Regions from separate parts of the Anser cygnoides genome. Here region 1 is linked to region 2. The links are chromatin contacts, called in public Hi-C maps. All regions are on one chromosome and are shown on one strand. The core of a region is the stretch at or near the end of the contact, and the rest is flanking DNA. Distances in the headings are between cores, read along the strand shown. Region 1 holds the start of SLC13A4 (solute carrier family 13 member 4). Region 2 has its middle 13 kb from the start of MTPN.

The links. Hi-C and Micro-C count contacts between places; a contact is called where the count stands out from the background.
Region 1: a Hi-C map of liver shows a contact between it and region 2, with 1.7 times the contacts expected there. The contact joins the promoter of SLC13A4 here to the enhancer-like site in region 2. A contact is called at or near these places in 2 of 7 Hi-C or Micro-C datasets (granulosa cells and liver).

What each region holds. Positions count from the first base shown.
Region 1 is chr1:63,429,459-63,434,731 of Taihu_goose_T2T_genome, forward strand. SLC13A4 (solute carrier family 13 member 4) reads left to right here and starts at 2,158. Exons shown (of 16, transcript XM_013173074.3): 1 at 2,158-3,632. The coding sequence starts at 3,534. It overlaps FAM180A (family with sequence similarity 180 member A), which reads left to right. Exons shown (of 3, transcript XM_013173073.3): 3 at 1-2,057. All of the region lies in intron 1 of LOC136790966 (a long non-coding RNA gene), which reads right to left.
Region 2 is chr1:63,252,934-63,258,272 of Taihu_goose_T2T_genome, forward strand. No RefSeq gene overlaps it. Among named protein-coding and RNA genes, the nearest start is that of MTPN, 13 kb to the right of the region's middle. Within about 2 kb of position 1,313, at least 1 of the 3 cell types and tissues checked has open chromatin away from gene starts, as enhancers often do.

The DNA.
Region 1 (5,273 bases), core at 908-3,407, 180 kb after region 2:
GGGGAAAAAAAAGCTGAGCATATTTCATTCTTTCATACCAGCACTCTCTATCTATTTACAAAATATCTTAAGGAGATTGGTTCAAATCACAAAAACATGAGACTCTACAGGGCAGCTGAAGACCCTAAACCCAGTTCTGAGACATGTTTAATTGCTTCTGTATCACTTGAACAAAGGAGCAATAAACTCCATGTCCTTTAACAAGGATACTCCAAGGACTGGAGCTGAAAAAGTCCATCCAGCATCACCTGGTTGTAGCTAACCAAGTGGCTGCAGCAAACCAACATTGCAAGCAGTCAGAGCATATTGGGCTTGGCAATCACCCATGGGAATGTGGAACTGCAGCGGCCTTAGGGGCAGGCTAGAAATGGCATAAATAGCTGGAAAAAGGGCATATAAAAGTCAGAGTCAATCCTGTTCCTCCCTAGCAGTTACAGTATCAACATGCATGGGTGTACATCATTGCATGTATACACACATATGTGTAGATGCATTTTTACACCTGAAGACTTTTGCTGGCCATCTTCAAAACCTTACTGGTTTACATAAAAGGAAACTGGAAACCTCAGCCACAAATATATCCATTTTCTGTACTTGCACACACAGTTCAGCACCCTCAAAGCAGCCTTGTGCTACAACTCACATGCCTTTTAAAGCCTTCAGCATAAACTGTTGATCTGTTTGTGTTTTCTTCCTACCCTATGCTTTACAAACAGGGGGAGAGGGAATGCCAGACATTCCTGCCTTTCGAGCTCTACTGATTCTTGGCTCCCTGAATCACTGCTTGCTGGAAGAGCCTGGAACAGCAACTCTTAAATCCCTCACAGCCAGTGACTCCAAATATGCAAAGAACAGAAAAGAGCACCGCAGCAAGTATTAGTTGCTGGCAGTGATCATCCACAGAAATACTTCCCAGCTACCCTCCTCATCCCACAACAGAACTGTAAAGCAGTGAGGGTTTAACCATCAGTAAGTATCATAGGCTCTTTGGAAAAGAATTAGAGATAGTTATGAAAGATGGGTAATCATCCCCTATGGTGTACATACCTTGCAAATTGGTAGTTGAAACCTTTATCTCCTGAACAGAAAATAAAATATTTCTGAGTTTGTTTCAGCCCTTGCATTACTCTGCGTAGTGTAGGAAAAGAGATTTATTCCTCAGGAATGTGCTTGGACTGCCCAAGTTAATTTAACAGAAAAACGTTAATGTAATAATAAAGATATTTTGCATAAAACTAACTGTTTATCCATTGTATTGATTTCAGCAGCAGATTTGCTATTTAATGACTGGCAGAAAGGAAAACAGGTTATTTCAGTCTGTGAAACTGTGCAATCAACAGTACAGGAGAGAAGAGGGCATAGCTCTTCCCTCTAAGGAGCAGGATGAGGTAATAAATGGGAACAAGGGTGTCTCCTTTTTCCAGAGTTCTTGTGGGAAGGAACACTCTGCCTCAGGGCAGATCTCTGAGTTTAGGGCAGCTTCCCTCCCTTAGTATTGCTTAAGATGCATGTGCAGGTTGTCTGCTCCTAAAAGAGAAAGATAGATAGAAGATTGTTGGCTATCCCTAGCTCAGCTTTCTTCTCATTTCTTCAGACTGAGTCATGTTTACAGATGGTCCTTCTTTCATGGAGTAAAAAGTCATTGTCTCTAATATAAAATTTTATCCAGCCTTTGACCTTCCAGATCTTGAAAAAGTGAAATAACACATTTTAAATTTATAATAATGATAATAAATTTTGAGTATTTTAATAATTCTTTTGGGTTTTGTCTTGTTTTTGTTTGTTTGTTTGTTTGTTTTGGTTTGGTTTGGTTTATATATTTTTGTAAACCAACTGCCAAAAAGAGACATAAATTCCCTGGCTGGATTGTACAACCCAAAATCTTCACATGAATTAAATTTTTGCTTCCAGATCTAATTGCTAAACTTGCCTGAAGGCTCTCAAGGTGCTGTTGCTTGACATTAGTTTCAAGGCATAGAAACATTACATAGTCTCAGATACAGTTATGAATTTTAGGAAGAATTCAAGCTGCACATCAGACTCATACACTGAGGCAGTCTCATCTGGCACAGGTCTGCCTTTTCCAGTCCTCCAGAACTCAATGTCACAGTAGTATCCCAGCTCAGCTGGGGGAGCTCATCTTTTGTCTGATTAGCAGAGTGTGGGGGGACAATAGGCAAGCTGAATAAGTTTGGGAGCATGGAAAACCCCAGGTGCATAACTTCTAGTGAGATCCAGGGCAAATGGATGTCTGCAGGTTGTACCTGGGTCAATGTATTCACTCATAATTCTGCAGTACTTTCTCTTCCACAAAGAAACCACTGAAGAGCAGTAGAAATGTTCCTCCAAAAGACCAGAGTAGAGAGCCTAAAAATTCTGAGTTTGAATCGGGATCCTAGTGTTACTGAAGGCACATGAATCAATGTCCATGCTTTATGAATAAGAGGCATTCAAGGGTCAAGATGAAAAAACCATGAAAGACAAAAGGTACTGTCCAGAAAACAATGATTATTTGTTTATCAGTACTGGAACCTTGAAACAATAACAAACCGTTCATCAATTGAAAAAAAAATAAAAAAATCTTTTTCAACATTTGTGTATGTGTCAGAAAGAGGAGTCTGCTGATTTTCTCAAAATTTGTGACTGCGTTTTGGATAATGGGTGGAGCAAATACAGTATTCTGCAGTCCTCATTGGCGAATTAAAGGGGTGGGGAAAAAAAAAAAAAAGAACAAACCCTTTTAAGATTTTTTTTTTTTTTTTAATCTTGAGACCAAGTATAATCTGTGTTGGAATTGCTACCCTGTGAATTCCAAGCTCGGGGCAAAAGTGGGCTAAAGGTAGATTCAAAGTAGAAGCCAAAATTATAGCAGAGACAAAATCTGAACAGAGAAGATATAAGGAGTTGGAGTTAGTTGGTTTTTGTTTGTTTGTATGTATGTTTGTTTGTTTGTGTGTGTTTGTGTTTGTTTGTGTTTTTTAAGAAAAAAATACAATTAATTATTTTCCAGCAGAACAGAAACATATGTTTGAGACATTCAGACTAATTAACAGGAGAAAAAGAAGCATCCCAAAAGATATCTCATCCAGTCTATGAAATAGGAGTTACATTGCTGGAAATCAGATGATAAAAGAAAAAAAAAACTTTCAAAACACGTGGGTAAGGATGAAATACAGCTATATCTGTGATTCTGAATTAGAAGAAAAAATGTCAAAAGACCATTATGCTCCAATTTACAAAACTCTGCCTGCTATGTTGTGATAATCATTTGGATGTGCTGATGAGCCCTACATAAACTGAATGCCTTTTTAATAGAAAAATCATTAGGGTTTCTTTTCAAAACAACAGCAAGAATAATAAGCAAATTAAGAAAGCTGTTTGAATTGATTTGGTGGAAATAGGAAACGAGGCAGAGAGAGCCCTTTCAGGGAAATCCAGGCAAAGGTGAAGGAAAATGTGGAGTGGAAACTGGACTATCTGAGGAACCCAAGAAGAAACCCAAGGAGAAGAAAGCCACTGGGAATTAAAGGAATATGGCAATGGTAAAGGAGATTCTCCGATCCAGAAATCTCTTACTCGTGGTTTTCATTCCACTTCTGCTGCTTCCTCTGCCACTGTTATACACCAGCAGTGTAAGTACATTTTCTTTTTCTTTTTCACAAACCTCTGAGTACAGTAGGCAGTTTTGCTGGATAAGATTGCAGTAGTCAAAAAGTAAGGCAAGGATTGAGAACAAACAAACAAAACACAACAAAAAATGCTCTTAGAAAAAAGGGCTCGAATTTGAAGTAGTGTGAAATACAAGTCATTGAGCAGTCATCACAGTAACAACCAGAGATAGCATGAGTAATGTCACAGGCAGAGCTGAAGAACCAGGTGAAGCACTATTTTAAGGCAGAGACACAGTATCTCTTCTTTTTCTACAACAGTGTTTGGGTGGAAGTGGAAAACAGAACATTTCCAATAAAATTTTCTTTAGAGAGAGGTGTTTAAAATGAATACTTCCAGTGTTTTAGTTTTTAATAACAAGTATCCATGGATGGACTTTAAATTGGATGTGAGTTTAGAGGACAGCTTTTCAAGTGAGTGAGGAACTAGGACTCAATGACAGACATGTAGGACGAAACATGGCATCCACTACTGGCTACAACTCCTCTCTGTGCATGTCTCTGCAGTTGTCAAACATTTAAAAAAAAAAAAAAAAAGTTTCCTACCTTATAGAGATGGTGATGTTTAACTTATCAGCATTTGCAACATGTTAAATATTCTGCAGCTGTGGCTTCCACAGAGCTAGACATAAATCTGGTGCAGCAATTTCCATTCCTTCCTCTACCCTGTTAAAGATTAATTCTTCCTTCTAGCACCAGAGGATTTATGAATACTACTACTTTATCAAATTGAAATGCAAAGGATTAGAAATTGTATAGCAATTTTCAAAATTAAAGCTATAGGTTTTTATTGGGAAGGAAAAAACAGGATTCACAGAAAGGAAATGCTAGTACAAATGATACATTGCAGTATGAATGAGTTTTCCTGCTTGAAACTTCAATGTATATCTCAGCTGCGCTCTTATAGTAGCTTTTCATCTCTTCTGTCTTGAGAAGGAATGAATGACAATCATGCCTTCTCCAGAGAACAGTAATGCACACTTTTTTACAGAAATGTGTGTTTAAAAGGGTTTCATCTCCCCCAGTGTCTCTGAAAGGATGACATGAACAGATTCTCTGTGATATGCTTATATGGCACTGTAATGGTAGCATGCTTCATATCCCTTGAGAACCTCTCTTAAGCAACATGAGATTCACTGCACTTAATGTTGTTATTCATGTTCACTCCCTGCTGGAATCAGAGGCACAGGATGTAATAAGGAAACTCTAATAACCAAGGGAATTGTAATAATATCATGTGGGTTTTGGAACAGAAGTTCACTGACAGTATTGCTGCAAGAACTGCTATTATACAGCATGTGTTCCTCTGCACTATTATTCTGCACCTTGTAGTGTTGCTTTACTGCAAAGTGATATGAAAAGTCATCAGATGATGCTTTAGATTCACTTTGTTTATAAGCAAATGACCACAGAAGTTAGAGCATAGCTGTGAACCTGACCCAGAGCTGGACAAAAGTTTGTAATACCGTTAAGAAAACATCTACACCTAATAAACTCAGTTAACAGGACACTATTCAAGTGTCTTAGTGTAGTATTTACTTTGTTACAACCCATTGACTAAGATTACTTCTTAAACCTGAATATTAAATTTGTTGCCTGCTGACT
Region 2 (5,339 bases), core at 63-2,562:
GGTAACCGGCTCCTTCACAGCAGCACAGTGTCTCTACTTCTCCTCCACTTCATGACCTCAGCCCATGACCTCATAGGCCTCTCCTCCACAGTTGCCCTTGAAAGGGAGATTGGGTTGATGCAAAACAAGCCCTGCAAATATGGGAGACATAAGCCCATGTTGTGGGGAGGTGTGAAGGAGGAGACAGGTGAACAAAGATGCACGTGCTGAGAGGACCAGACTTGACAGGAGTGCAGGTGTGTTCTCAGGACAAAATAAATGGTGGTGTCAATAACCCTTCATGCCCTCATTGAATGTGAATCCTTTGCAATGCAAAAAGACCTGGAGGTAACAACAGGAGGTGTTATTTTCACCCTCCCTAAATGGTTTTAGTGAATTTGGTCCCTTTATGTGACCAGCCCTCTTTTTAAACCTGACAGCAAATCCGTATTTTTCTGGAGTAGAAGTCTGCCTTTTAATAACAATCTTCCCATTATTGTAGGTTTCATTATGTACTTTGTCACTGGTAGCTACCTGATCTTCCATTCCTATAGTATGAATTGAAAAGTTCCCTTCAAACTCTGGAAACCGGGGGAGGGATATTGTATCCTCTAGCAGGCTGGGGATTCTTGACCACTAAATTTGCAGGGATTTTATTTGATAACCCATCATCATGCTAATAGACTTTTAAAATGTCACGTTACATTTTCACTTAATTTTTCAGGAAAATTAATTCCTTCAACATCGGTATACTACAGAGAAAATTTTAAATGTTCTATCTTTTCAAAAGTTCATGCTTGATTTTTTATTAGAGATTATTTGTAATGCATGGATAGAAGTCCTAGCTTTTTATCTGGAAATAACAAATATTAAAGCTCTATACAAAACACTGCATGAAAATCCTACAGCTTGTCAGATCTAAATGGCTTAATGCAAATGCATTATTTTTATAGATCCATGCACATTCTCCAGCATCTGAAAGGTTTGGGTAATTTTCAGTCAGGAAAATGTTTTAGACACAGTTTACACAGTAAATACTAATAAATCAAAAACAGGCAATGGGAGAAAACGTGCATTTATATGTGAATTAACTACAAATTTGCTTACTGGAAGGCCAGGAGAAAAACTGAAAGACATGAGAATCCTTTGGGTTTAGTTTCACATTCCAAGCAAAACTCTTTTAAAAATATCATGCTAATTTGTCTGTGGTGTCATTCACAGGGGTGCAAATTAGAAAAAGTATGGCCAATTTTTTTCCCCCTTCTGTACAGCACGACTTTCAGACATGCGTTGTGCTGCACAGAGTCCTTGGCTGCAGGATAAACTCAGTCAGCCTTCTGTACAGGAGGATCCTGCAGGCAGCTCCCACTCAGTGATTTCATCACCTGTGTGGCCTTGCAGCTATCAAAAAGTGCAGGAAGAAGTCCCCATGAGAACTTCCTTTTTGTTGTTGTGTTCTTATAATGAAATTATATATTACCTTGAACGGCCCAAAGGGAGAGCTTCTCTCCACGGACAAGATCTGCTCTGCTATGTGCAGCACACTGCAGAAAAATCCATCAGGGCTCTGTCTGATGCTGCACAAACATGGAGCGTCCAGCATCTGAAAGAAGATAAGATTTATTCACTATCTACATTGCTCTTCTTATTCTGTCTTATTAAAGCAATTACTTTATTAAGCCACTTGTTGTCTGGCCTTTCCTATAGAGATCCAGACAGAGCCATTCACACTGCCCTTCTCTCTTCTCACCCCCCCCCCACCCACTCTGGTGCAGAACGCCTTCCAAGGGCAATAAACAGCAGCTGAAATTCAGTCTAACAGCATCTCATTTTAAAAAGTACAAAATCGCTATGTCATTCCCCAAATATATCTCCACACTTTCTCCCATAGTGATGGGTTCTCTAAAATTAATGCTTTAAATTGCATTGAATGGGGTAGTAAGAGCTGACCATCGCCTCCTTTCACTCTGACAGGAAGACAATGTTGAATCTATCCATTTGAAATACGTACTAGCAGTTTACTGTCAGGATACCACTGCAGCTCATTACAGGTGCTGTGCTGACATCAATAAATTAACTCTTTATGTTTCCTTGAATTTGAATTGCTCCATTAAGGACTGCAGAGAAAAGCATATGACTTCCAAATAAAGTGTCCTGTATCTTTTTGTATACACAATGAATCAAAGTTAGGGAATTATATGTTTTATTTCAGGTTCACTAGTAAAATAAACAAACATTTCAAAACATCAGTACAGATTAAATCCATTTCTAAGATTCTTAGAAAATGGATTTACGCTACCATCAAACACAACTCATTGGATATCTATCTGCTAGCAAGCCTAAATCTGGACTTATCCTTTTCCTGTATCTGACTTTTTTTTTTTTTTTCTTCCCTCAGAGCAGCTGTGAACAGTCATTTTAGTTACGGCTACCTGTCCATCATCCCAATTCTTCTTAAGTTTACTGAATTTTAGCCAGTGGTTAATAATGGTAAAGTTGACAATAATCAGTCTGGTGCATCCTAATTTAGAAGTGCCTGACCTTGCAGTAGTAATCTACCTTCATCCTACTCATCCTGAGCAGGTAAAGCCTACTTATCATGGTCAAAACCACTCCACAGATACTACTATATACTTGAGTTACAGAATCTCCTGACTCAGAAAATCTTGATAGAATATGTTTAAAATTACTAGCCCAAGGTTATACAAGTAGATAATGTCAAAACTGCCAATGGATTACTGATGTTTCTTATCTCCAATCCAATGATAGATCCATTAGTACTGTGTATTAAACAGAGTTTTAATTCAGATACTCTTCTCTTGATATCATATAATACTGTTTTGAAATACGAGTTAGTACTCTTATTTTTATGTCAGATGATCGCAGAGCAAAATTCCCCTTATCATAAACAAATGGAGCAGTTACTTGCTGATGGTACTGTGGAATATTATACAGGAAGTTCAGTTCTGCTCCAAAGCTGCAGTTTACTAAGTTAATACTTCTGATACCATAGCTGGTTCATAACAAGGTGGAACAGCAGCAAATTCCATTTAAACCTGAATCTATTAAAGCAGTAGTTAGGTTCCACAGTGACAGGCTATTTACTGTTACTGAAAGTACATTTCCACACTTCTTCTTATTTGCTCTTGTAACTTGCATAGAAAACCTTATTTCCCTCTCAGGTGTTCAGACATTGGCGCAATGAGATTTTACATCATTATCCACTCCAATGGGTCTTCTAATCAGAAACATTTTCTCAAATACAGGAAGACATCTCCTACCAATTTCAGTATCTGTAATACAGACAGGAAACATTAATATCCTCGTGGATCCCTTCCAACTCAGGATATTCTATGATTCTATATCAGGCTAAGGAAATCTGGAACTTTTGAATTTTTGAAGCAGAACTGCCTGTGTTAAAGTCACTATCAAGAGAAATATCTGTATGTACTGACATTAAACTTTCTAAAGCCACATTCATTCTTATAAAGTAAAAGCTGGAAAAAAAAAAAAAAGTTAACTTTTTAGAAGTAGATGCACATTTAGTAGTAAGATTATTTTTTCTATTAGTAAAGTAAATGTAGCCAAAAGGATTGTGAATGGAAAACTGTTGCAGCATCTGGGAATTTGATGGGGCTGATCTGCTGAGACATAAGTCACTGGAAAAGCAGTATGAATACCTGCTTGTTACAGCAATTCTTATGTAAGCAGATAGATATGGAAGGTCTAAATGCACAGAGTAGGAACATGATTAATGATCAAAGGAAAAACAGGTTTTGGGACACCATACTTTTTTTGTACTCACAGGAATAGTATTACAGCATACAGAAATCTGCATGCAGAGTCAGTGCATGCATGTACATATTTACATAACCTATGAGTACTTGTATGCATACAGGCATGTTTCATAATTACCAGCAAAGGGGTAGGATAAATAACAAAAATTATGTCTTCATTTGATATTATAATAGAGACATCCTCTTTGTATATATACACTGCTACGTGATGTATATGTGCAGAGCAATGCACCAAAAGCACATGTGCGCACACACATACACGCTTCTACATAGATCCAAAAGATGTAACTGCTGCTTTACACCAGGTCGGGATAGGGCTTGGAGCAACCTGGAGTAGTGGAAGGTGTCCCTGCCCATGGTAGGGGGGTTGGAATTATACAATCTCTAAGGGTCTTTCCAACCCAAACTATTCTGTGACTCTGTGTGATAGCATCTCTTTTGTTCCCTACCTCTTTATCACTGGTAGATCAAGTCAATCTAAATTCATGAAAAACTGATCCTGAGATCTCAAAGGACTTTGTAAAGATGGATAAATATTACTTCAACTCACAGAGGTGTAGAAGAAATACCTAAACTCATGCAGTGATCTTGAAGACTTTAACCACATACATCCTTCATGCTACAGTATTAATTTGGATCTGGTCCTGGAATCCTATTTGACTTTTCTTTGTGTTGAACCCTCTTTACCTTCAACGTGATGTAGTCTTAAATCTGTGGTCACCTCTTTTCCTGATTGTCAAAGATAAGAACGTAGTCTTTCTGTAGGAAGGAGGAGACTCAATTCACGAACGTAACCACTAGAGGTCAGGCATGATATAATTCATCGCCACATAGAGATGGGAGATTTCAATAAAGGCTGTTAGCAAGATAAATGAGTTACCGGAGTGACGCTTACATAAGAAGATTGAAATATTCGCTACTTTTCATGTCAGAAAGCAAAACCATGCTTTGAGAACTGGTATAATCCAGGCAGATGACTTGTGCTGGTAGTAGGTAAACGGTGAGGAAGTCCAATTATATTAGAAAACAAGCGTACAGTTAAATATGGACAATGATATAAATAGAAGTTGGTCACAGCAAACACCTAATTCAGAAAGTGATCAAATCACCAAAAATGTACTTGTTTAGTGGATCTTCAGTTGCCATATGAAGCAGTTTATCCATATTGCTTTCATTACAGAAGGAAAGAGGAGACGGACAAAGTAGAAAAACACTTGAAAGTAGAAAAACACATCTTCTCTTTTTCTTGTCTGAATGAGAAATACCATCCCAGTCTTTGAAGATATGCCACTGAAATATTCAAAAGTGTTCAGCAGCTACTTCCCTAAATTACCCACTTAGTTCTCACTGTTTTGGTGAGCTCCTCAGGGACGTCTGTTCCTTCAGCAGGAATAGGTGAGTTAAGCTCAGTGGGTGCATAGAGGACCACATTTTGCCAGCAAACCATCAAGCTCACCAACCTGTTTGATGTGTAGCTGGGTGTGAATACAGAACTTTGATGGAACTTTTTTATTTCCTGACAGTTCATTTTCTTGGTCACATTTAAAATAATTCCACGAATGC